Regions from separate parts of the Xenopus tropicalis genome. Here region 1 is linked to region 2. Evidence: chromatin contacts called from public Hi-C data. All regions are on one chromosome and are shown on one strand. The core of a region is the stretch at or near the end of the contact, and the rest is flanking DNA. Distances in the headings are between cores, read along the strand shown. Region 1 holds the start of LOC100485637 (myosin-7). Region 2 has its middle 12 kb from the start of mir208.

Region 1 (5,256 bases), core at 1,363-3,862, 170 kb after region 2:
CAATTGATCCATTACTAAAGGACATTTTTGACCAAGGATATTCAAGTATGAGGTCAGAAGCAACTACACTGCCCCACCCTAAATAGGGCCTAGGTATTTAACTGACACTGAACATTCAAGAAAGGTTCAGTCACAATCCAATAATTACCCTTTTTAATTTTGAATCTTTTTGCCTTAACTCAGCATTGCTTACTAGTCCATCCTACACATGCTGTTCTTTCTCACTGATTTGTACATCTTAGTCTCCTTAGTTGGTGTTCTCTTTAACATTGAACTAAGGTATTTCCCCTTGTTTTGTCTTTGTTTTAAACACTTTCATAATGTTCTAGACATTTGTGCATGTTAAGGCACATTCACTTGGGTATTTAAACCCACAATTCACATGCGGGGCATTCTCTGTTGACCAAAGGCTACAACAATCACCTGCTGACTCTGGTACCTGTATTGTAAGCATACCCCAGCATTAAACAGTTATCTGACCAGCAGCAAATGTTACCAGAATGCACTAGCTGTCAACTACACTTTTAAATACTATGCCCCATTCTATCAGGTTTACTCTTTTTGCTTTTAATATCATCATTATAATTATTTTATACCGTATGTGTCATATCAAGCTTATTGCACTACTCTCAGTGTGCCACCCTTTTTTAGTTTTTTAATTTGGCTTTTCTTTAAAAAAAAAAAAAAATCTTGTCTTTTCAGTTCCCTAGCATTTTGCTGCCCATGCCTATTGTCAGCTCTTTTGTCCCATGATCCCTTTTCCCTATCCATAGGCTCCTCCACCCTCTGTTCTTTCTGTGATACTTTGTGTTTACCTTTCTCTCATACATTAACCATCTCACTTTTATTTTTGACCAGATATTCAGCTGTTTTATGATCTGTGATTTTTGTATTTTCTTCCGTTGTATTCCAGACTTTATACATTGTGCTGTGTGCTCAAGTTTTAATTTTTCCTAACATTTTATTTTTCTTTTATAGTTATTTATCATTTTTGACCTTTCCCTCCCAATGCGTTATCCCTGTTGTTCACAATTTCTCTTCTCTCTACTCAGCCCTTTGCTTATCAGCTCCCATTCTTTGCCTACATCCATTCTCTCTAGTTTCCTACTATCCTTTCCTTTCTTCTCCCTAGACATCTGCTTTCTCTGTTATTACAAGCACTATTCTTTAGCCTTAATTTTTAGCAGAGTGATTTTTCCAGTACATATCTACTGGGGGAATCATGCCAAAACTGTCATAGTAAGGTCAAAGTAACTGGCATTTTACTTCCCTCACATAAAACAGAATGACCATGAGTTACACACACACTGTATTTATAGTATGGCCATTTGAATTTCAAGATAAGATAATATAAATATATATATGTGCTAGGTCAAGAGGTTACATGCTAGGTGAGCATTAACAAATTTGTACAAATTCCCAGTTGTGGATTTTTTTAAAGATTTTACATGAATGTTAAATGCAAAGATGCAATACTAGAGTGTTTAGGGTATTTACCCAACCAAATGAAAATTAAACTGCTAAATATCTTGCATAAATATTCTATTATTGGCCAGCTAATCATGCCATTCATGCCCTTAGCCAGCTTTAGTGTATGACAGTGTGCATCTCAATGTTTATTGTGGCCAGTATTTGAGGTTACTCTGTTCTTGCGCTACATAGGCATCGTCTGCACTCAGGTCTATTTCCCTGCTATCAACAAAACCAATTAAGTATTCTTTTTTTTATCATATCCACTTCCGCTCACATTTATGTGTGCCACATGCAGGTTGGGCCTGCAGCTCTGGTTGAACATTCAGGTAAAATGGCAGATGCCTCAACAAAAAGAAATAAGAATTCTGCGAACACTACGACAGCACAGTCAAGCACAGCTTGCCCAACCAGAGCACATCGTTCCAGCTCATAGTGTATGAGTTATGTGTGTCCCATGTTCTACCTGTATCCTCACCCTGTCTAGTGACCAGCTGCTCACCCGCCATGGATTGTCGCATGCAAAGAGTTTCTGAGTGATGTATAAATGGTAAAAAAAATATAAAAACTAACATAAAATGTTATCCTGTTTGTGTCTTCTGTAATTTATATCCCTGCTGTTAACCAGTACAAAGTAAGCTATAGCATACCGATTATTACAATATAACCATTTGAATATTTCCACTAGGGAATAATCATGCTTTGTAATGAAGCATGTGTTTAATACCAGCTTCCAGAATTATTTCTATTTTGCCCAAAGCAGTGGTTTATGCGACTGTGAACTTAAAGTACAATTATTAAATTAGCGTCTATTAAGCAGGTCATGTATAAGTGGGTATGATCCCCATGCACATTTTAAGGTTTTTTCACAAGCTGCACAAAGACTGCAGTAAAGTGCCCCTAGGCACAATTTCTTTAGATGTTGGAAACTATGGCTATAGTGCTGCCCATTCAAGCGCCAGGTATATGATGGAAGATACATTGTGCCCAGTCTACCTTGCAAAGGGTTTCAGTAATACTATAGTACTTTTACTGGTATGTTCTTTGTGCATTAGTCTTTCTCACCATTCTCTGGAGGTCTCTCGTATCCTTCCCTTGGAGTCTCGCTGACAGCCTTATGTGATGATCATATGGATGTCTCGCTTTACCTTGCATGGTTCTCTTCTTTACTCATCTTTGGTATTAGGCCATGACTCAGTGTGGCATGCTGGACACGTTGACGTTATGACAAGGCCACATATATGGACACATATCACGTACAGGACAAATGCACACAAAGGGCAATTTGCAGCGCACGAATGACAATCACTTAGTGACTATGTCGCATTATAGAATAGAATGATTAAGATGGACAGCATTCATGTGCCAGTCTCTCTTCCTTTCTTGTGACATGTCTCATGTTGTCACATTTCCTTTCTCGCCTTTTCTCCCGCACTCAGTTTCATGCGTTTTCTGTTCCACACAATATAAGTACCAGGTGCCAGGTCTGAAGGGGCCGCATCTGTGCCAGCTTGTACGCCAGCGTTGTAGCTCTGCCAACTCCCGCTATATGCCTCTTTATGCCCATCTCACTGCCAATGCATATCTCTCATGCTGTCTTGTTCCCCGTCTGTGTCTCTCTCTGCCCCACTCTCTCTCTCTCTTTCTCTCTGCCAGGCTCTTTGCCTGGTTACGCGCACGCAGGGCATACACAAACGCGAATACATGAACACGCACACAGATGGTCAGTGCCCACAGCTGCCAGCTCACACCTCAGGGAGCTCATGCGGGTGGGGGTGAAATATATATGGCTGAATATTGGTGGGAGGGTAGAAGAGATGCTGATTTTTCAATGGCGGATGCATCTGCTACACTCTGCGCACTCTCCCTGCTTTTACTGCGCTGTCTCTCTATTTCTCCCTGTTGTCTCTTGCAGTCTGTCATCTTGAAGGAGGCAGGTACAGGCTGGCTCTGTGCCACTCACATGAGCCCCCTTCCATCACAACGGCCTGCATCCCCCGCTTTCACACAAATTCAGTCACCCCCCCCCTCAACATCACCACACAGCATTAATTAGCTGGAGAATTCATTATGCTCACAAATCCTAATTAACACAAACAGCCTAAGGGAATTGCCAGCTTTATTTATATGGCAGCCAAAAGGGTTAACGGTGGCTGGGCAGATCTCTCTTAGTAGCTCTTAGTGTTCATTAGACTACTGGTCGCTCTTTATTGAGTGCCTTAGTGCAAAAGGCATGGCAAAATGGGAAGTAAGGCAAAAGGAGTTAGTAAGACAGCACCACCAGCAGGTGAAACAGAGGTACTGTAGGTACTATAATAACATAAGACTACATGTACATTTTTTATTACTCCTTTGCCATTAAAACATCTATCTTCACCTTTACTTTAGCATTCTAATAATACATATTTAAAAATCTGAAATAAAGGTGGTGTGATTAGTTTGGTGCTGTGGGAAAAATACATTTAAGATTAAAAAAGCTAATGCTGCTAATTACATTTGCAAATTTTGCAGTATTAACAATTGCTTATACTTATGAAAAGTGGAGCAACAGATTGTTGTTAAAAAAAAAAAATCTTTATTTAAAAAAAACAAAAAACCTTTCAACCTCCGAACAAATGAACTTTCACACTAGCTGCCCCCCTGGTGGATAAAAAGCTCACCCCAACTGTAAACTTTTTATAACAATGAAAGTTTGTGTTAAGTCTGTAGCAAATGTAACTTGCTTGGTAGTGTAATACTGAAATTACAAGTAATAGTCTAGCATTGTTTTGCATATTTTAGTATTTGTTTTTGTTATAAAGTTGGTACGGCACACTGTTTCTTATTTCTATTTAAAGGATAAGCAAACCTTTAAAATAATTGCAATTAGCATTCATATTCCAAGATAGAAACATATATACTGTTAGTATGAATTCATTTTGTTACAACATGCCACCTGCTGGTCATTCTCTAACCGTGATCCAGTCGAGGAAAGAAAGAGGCCTGCTCTGATGTTCCTCTGTTGGGAAAAACATACGAAACCTCAGATAAAGTTTGTTGCGTCTTTCCTAAACAGGGAAACATTGCAACAGCCCTATTTCTTTCTTCTGACTTGTTTCTTGACTCAATTTCAGTCGGAAACTGAGCAGCAGGTGTCCCTTTTGTAACATAATTAATTCATATTTACATTTCTTGTAATATTAAAAAAAGATATTGAATGTAAAATTTCTTAGACTAACACTTCCATCCAGGGTTTTAATTACAGGAAGATCTTTGTCCAAGTCATTCTGAATTGAGAAAGCCAGTCAGGTTTTCAAGAAAAAAAAAATACATCAAGTCCAGTGATTTGACATATTACTGTGGATATCAATTATACATTCACTTAGTTTAAAGGTTTACTTATCCTTTAAGTACAAGGTCCATATTTCATACCAGCTCTGCTCTGTAAAGATGTAATTTCATGTTTAACTCCTTTATGTCAGATTTTCTCCTTCCAGAGGAACTTCTAGTTTAATTTTTAATGTTATCTATTGCAAAATGGATCACAGTAGTATGTTATTTTTATTTAGACATTTTAGATCCTATGCCAAGTTTGTGTAAGATGCAATCTTTTCTTTTAGGTCAAGCAAACTAAAAGAGCACATCTCTTTAATGTTCAACTTTGAACAGAGATTCTTAGTCTAAATAAAGTACCCACATACTAATGAAATACTATTTTTGCAGTAATGCAAAGGGGCTAATACAGCTACAACATTATAAACTATTCTCGTATTCCTAATATCTAATTAACAGTGCTAAGTTCAGTTA
Region 2 (5,537 bases), core at 2,142-4,641:
AGTGGTCTGTTGGGGCACGGGCCATCTGGTGTAACTTTAATGGTGTGATGTAGAGATAATGGAAAGTTTTGTACTGTATTAATCTGTCTTTGGTGGAAATAAGACAGTTATGCCAGATCTTTGTTTATTTAATCATCACAAGATCTACCATGAAACACTTTTGCTATTGCCGAACTACATTTTTCTGCATCTACTTCATTGGGCATTGTATTCCCCTTACAACTGGGACACCATAAGTTGGTCATGGCTTATTTAGTACTTTTTAAGAATCTTGGGGTCCAGCCTTCTGTGTTTTGCATTGGGCCTTCTTTTTTAAAACCTGGCTGTGGTCTTTATGCTAAACTTTGATCTTTGTGTTGGACCCAAGTGGGGGTCCTAAAATCCACTCCAGCTGCTCAACAGAATACTACAGAGAAACCCGCTACATACTTGTGTAACAATAGGGCAAGCACACTTTGTGACAGCAGGGGGGACCAAGAGGAGGGTAGGACCTGAATATACAATGCCTTTTTTCACTTCTCTTGGCCCCCTGGCCAAATTGTGTGGCTTAATCTGGTGTGGGTGGGGGTAGTGGGGGACTCAGCAGAAGCGTCCTCTTTACTGAACCATAATGATCAAAATGCTTGTCTCCTCCAACAGCCAATTTATATCCACTTGAATGGAAAACTAATTTTCTATGACAGACACTAGCCCTGTAAGTTTAACATCACCTCCACGTTTTAAATGAATACCTGCATTGCAGCACTACTGTCTATGTAGTGGCGGACCGTCTCTCCTATGGCCATGCAGACAATCTGACATCCAGGGTCCACTGTCAGTTAGATGGAGACAGTACCAAATGGTTTAAAGGTTGTATTCGCTTATGGTGGAAATAAGAAAGAGCTGATGAGAATAGTCCTAGACCTAGTCCTAGACAATGGCTCACTGAGACATCCTCTGGTATTCTGGCAAGCAAATCTGACCCCCTATTGAATGAAAAGCAGTTATCGGAAAAGGTGATCATTAGGAGTTAAAAAAATGCATGTCATGAACTGATCATACGTGTTAAGTTGTAACTGATCCCATGTCAGTACGTGTAGGCCAGTGTGAGGCACTTCCACATATAGTAGGGCTAACCTTAAGAAACACAATTAAGTCTCTCAAAATGTGGTTGGAAAGATAAAAGAAGTACAAACATTGGATAGGAAAATCTTTTTTTTGACAATACTGTTTGTTGAGTTTAATGGAATAAACCATGACTGTTCTGCTGGTTTTGGAATTTGTTGCAAATCCCTATCATCACCTGGAGAATTTTGTGGAATAACATGAAAAAATTGCCTAGTGGTGGTAAGCTGTGGTGTCTGAGTTTAACATGACAGATATCCTTTGCTGATTCTTATTGGAGAAGAATGATAACTCATTGATAACTGATATGAATTTCTTATAATTAACTTGATAATATGTTGATAAGCTGGTAATAATTATTTTATTAATACAATTGATTGATAATTTATAATGAACTGTTACTGGTGTTGTCTTTTTCAGTAGTTATATTAGGCCCTAATAAATCCATGAGATTTATAGCAGAAATGTTGACCCAATACAGCACTAAAGTTGGCCATACAATAACAAATTTTCCTGAGACCATTGGTTGCAGAAATAATCGTTCCTCCACTCCATTAAAGGAGAAGGAAAGGCTAAGTCACTTGGGGGTGCCAAAATGTTAGGCACCCCCAAGTGACTTAGATCGCTTACCCCGTACCCCGGGCTGGTGCCCCTGTTAGGAGAAAACAGCACCAGCCCGGGGTACCTGTAGCGAGCCTTCCTCCTTCCGGCTTCACACTGCCGGCGAAATCCGAGGGCCAGCGCATGCGCAGTAGAGTGAAAAGCCTACTTCTATGTTTCAGTTCGGCTTTTTCACTCTACTGCGCATGCGCGCGCAGCGAATACGGAAGTGGAAGCGCTCGCAGCTACCCCGGGCTGGTGCTGTTCTCTCTGAACAGGGGCACCAGCCCGGGGTAAAAAGTAAGCAATTTAAGTCACTTGGGGGTGCCTGACATTTTGGCACCCCCAAGTGACTTAACCTTTCCTTCTCCTTTAATGTTAAGAGCTCAATCATCAGATAAGCAGGTGGAAACAATAGGAATTCTGCCCCTATCTGATGATTCAGCATTAACGTACAGCCAATCTTTGGGCACCTTCAAAGGCGCCCGATCAAAATTTTTCATCCTGCCCAATATCCAAAGGTTTTGCCGATATCAGTCGCCTCGTCAATCCACCATACACACACTGAATATCTTATGATCTTGTTTCATAAGATAACATTGGTGCCTGTATGGGCACCTTAAAGCTAAAGACACACAAAACGGTTCAGTTGTCCGTGATAGATATCTGCTATCGCAGGCGACTATCAGCTCTAAAATGCCTTTCCTCTGTAACAATAGGAGTCAACTGTAAAGGCCTTCACTTCGATTTGGTTTTCAAAGTCACTTTAATTTGCCTGCAGGAGAAAACTTTGCTTGACTTTGGAATACAGAAGTGATGCGAAACCAGCAGCTTGTCAAAATAAATGCTGGCAATAGCTCTCTTGAGACAAATTAGGCACTTAGCACTTTAATAAACTTGGGTGCTATAATCATTATGGTGTTGATTTATGGACCATTATTTTAACACTCTTTAGTAAACTCTTTACACATCATTATACATATAAATGTGGGGTTTTGGCAACACAGTGGCACAAAGGCTAGCATTGGTTTGATTTCAGCCATTGCATGCAAGGTGTGGGTTAGGGCTGTAATGTATCATAGCAGTTACCTCTCTTTAGTAGAAACAGCTTGTATCCACAGTCTCCAGGCCATACTTTACACATTAACCATAAAAGTCAAATAAAAAAGAGGAAAGAAGAAGTGCACAGCTCAGTCTTTCATGGGCAAACAATTAATGTAAACATTTGAAAGTCTGAATGTGTTGTTCTACTGCCCAGCTCTCTTCACTCCAGCAACTGTTTAGTGGTTTGTTCTGTTTAACATTCTAAGGTCTTCTGTACATGTCTAGAACAATAAGAAAGGGTTAGCAAGGGCAAAACTAGGGTTAGCTCTGATTCTTATATATGCAGAGTGCTGGCCTGACTGCAAGCTGTGATTGGCTAAAGAATCCTGAAAAAAATTATTTTTCTGAATTTTTACATTTTATCAGATAGAAATAAATGCTCCAGATAGGTGACGTGTGAATTTTTCTGCTATTCTGGTAAATCTAGACTTTGCACTTCATGTTTGGTCATGGCTATATATAAGTATATATATATATATATATATATATATATATATGCATCTCCAACATCTTACACTCTTCCACTTCAGCCATAGCATCTGGCACTGAGATCATGTTACACCATTTTAGTGGTAAGTGAGAGCACTAGTGACAGTGTCTGCACATCCCCCAGCATTATCCAGCTGTCCTGCCTAGTCCCCAGCTGCTCTACATGGTCTCTGGGACATTCTAGGAATAAAGAGCAGGAAGTGTGATAGGGAGCAGTCCTGCAAATATCCATCAGCTCAGGCGGAACAGATTTACTACATCAGTGGCCATAAATAATATTTTAAAAAATAATAGGCATTCCTTTGATGTCAGGATGTGATTATGCATACTGTATAGGCTTAAGGGTAAGCACCCAAAAACGCTTTCCACTGGCAACAATAGGAGTCTGCGGTGGAAAGCCATTGACGTCGATTTGGTAAGTCACGCAACGTTTCCTCCTGCATCGACTTAACCCTAAAGGAGAAGGAAAAGCTACATCATTGGGGGATGCCAAAATGTATAGGCTTAAGGGTAAGCACCAAAAAAAGCTTTCCACTGGCAACAATAGGAGTCGGCGGTGGAAAGCCATTGACGTTGATTTGGTAAGTCACGCAACGTTTCCTCCTGCATCGACTTAACCCTAAAGGAGAAGGAAAAGGTACATCATTGGGGGATGCCAAAATGTTAGGCACCCCCCAGTGACTTTAATCGCTTACCTGAAACCTCTTGCCTGTGCTCCTCTTAGGAGAAAACTGCACCGGCCGGAGGGGTGGATGCAGGCAAGAGTTTCCTTCTTCAATCTCCACACATGCTCAATAGAGTGAAAAGCTAACTTTAATAAAAAGGCCAGCTTTTTTTGCTCAACTGCGCATAAGTCTGCCCTCTGCCCTGGGATTCTGAAGAAAGAAGACAGGAGGAAGAGGAACATTTGCTCACATATACACAGGGCCGGTGCAGTTTTCTCAACAGGAGCACTGTCCACTGCCATTACAATTTAGCTTTTTCTTCTCCTAAAAAGAGAAACTGCTTGTATAAAATTAAGTAGATATGCAGAAACTGCTGAGAACTTTTGCAGTGGTGTAACAAGAGAACTGCAAATTTTGCACAGGGGGCTCTCGTTTGTACCTGACCATCCCCCACTCTTTTCCCCAAACACAGCCAGCTTGTCACTACAGTGTCACAGGTCTCCTATCTCAGTGCCTTCAGGCAGCAATTTTACCCCCTGCCTTCAGTAGCTACAGCAGTGTACTTTGTCATGTGAGTAGAAGGCTACTTCTACACATAGGGTGAAGACATACGCAGCAATTAGTCGCTGCAACTAAAAAGTTGCGGAGACTAATCTGGAAAGCAAAAACTGCACGCGATTAGTATCACGCTTTCATTCACCTGAACTTTTTTCAGATTTGTGGACAAGTGATACAATTTTTTTAGACTTACTCTCCCCTCGGTTGATTCCTATAGGAATCGGCTGCACTGGCAGCACACTAGGGGGCACATTTACTAATCCACGAATTCGAATCCCGAATGGGAAAAAATCGTATTGGAAACTAAAATTTTGCGACTTTTTCGTCGCCGTTGCGTTTTTTCCATATTTTGCGCACTTTTTCCTTCGCCGTCACGACTTTATTGTATTTTGCGTGACTTTTTTGTCTCCGTCGCGATTTTTTCGTATCGAGCAATTGTAAACGGCGGAAAAACCAATCCGATTTTTTCGCAACGGCGATGAAAAAGTCGCGGAAAATATACGATAAAGTCGTAACGGCGACGAAAAAATTGCGGGACATAAGAAAAAGTCGCAAAAATACCGATCATTACGAAAAAAGCGTTCGGGCGCTTTTGGTCCATTCGTGGATTAGTAAATCTGCCCCTAGGGGTCAGGCAAATATATCACTAGAAAATGTATTAGCCAAGATTTTTGAGCAATAAGTGATTGACCTGTAAGTGGACACAAGGGTTTGGGCAATTCTCATAAGAATCAATATATGGGACTTTATTGTTAATTTTTGTGCCATTAGACTAAATAGATATCTTAGTAGAAGACATGTGGAGCTACTGAGTAGCAGCTACTTGACATGGTTACTAAAGGCCAGAAAATACCCTGCCATAGACAATATTTGCCTGCCTTGAAGTCAAAAGCACCAATATAATCATGGTTGCAATCATGGAATCCTCTTTTCCATTGGGTTACGCTGTACAAATGATTTTATGATCATAAGCGCAATAAAGATTCATATACCATCTGGGCAGATCAAAATTGCCTT

The links. A called contact is a pair of places that touch in the nucleus more often than the background predicts.
Region 1: a contact with region 2 is called in a Hi-C map of neurula embryo, with 4 times the contacts expected there. The contact joins the promoter of LOC100485637 here to the enhancer-like site in region 2. A contact is called at or near these places in 3 of 5 Hi-C or Micro-C datasets (gastrula embryo, neurula embryo and tailbud embryo).

Annotation. Positions count from the first base shown.
Region 1 is chr1:139,934,918-139,940,173 of UCB_Xtro_10.0, forward strand. It overlaps LOC100485637 (myosin-7), which reads right to left and starts at 2,613. Exons shown (of 39, transcript XM_031891173.1): 1 at 2,536-2,613. It overlaps zfhx2 (zinc finger homeobox protein 2), which reads left to right. Exons shown (of 12, transcript XM_031891153.1): 12 at 1-2,054. ap1g2 (adaptor related protein complex 1 subunit gamma 2) reads right to left here. Exons shown (of 21, transcript NM_001102735.1): 21 at 4,023-5,256. It also overlaps a transcript of thtpa not described here.
Region 2 is chr1:139,762,375-139,767,911 of UCB_Xtro_10.0, forward strand. No RefSeq gene overlaps it. Among named protein-coding and RNA genes, the nearest start is that of mir208, 12 kb to the right of the region's middle. Within about 2 kb of position 3,392, at least 2 of the 11 cell types and tissues checked have an H3K27ac peak or open chromatin away from gene starts, as enhancers often do. A contact at or near this core is called in neurula embryo, where this site is marked.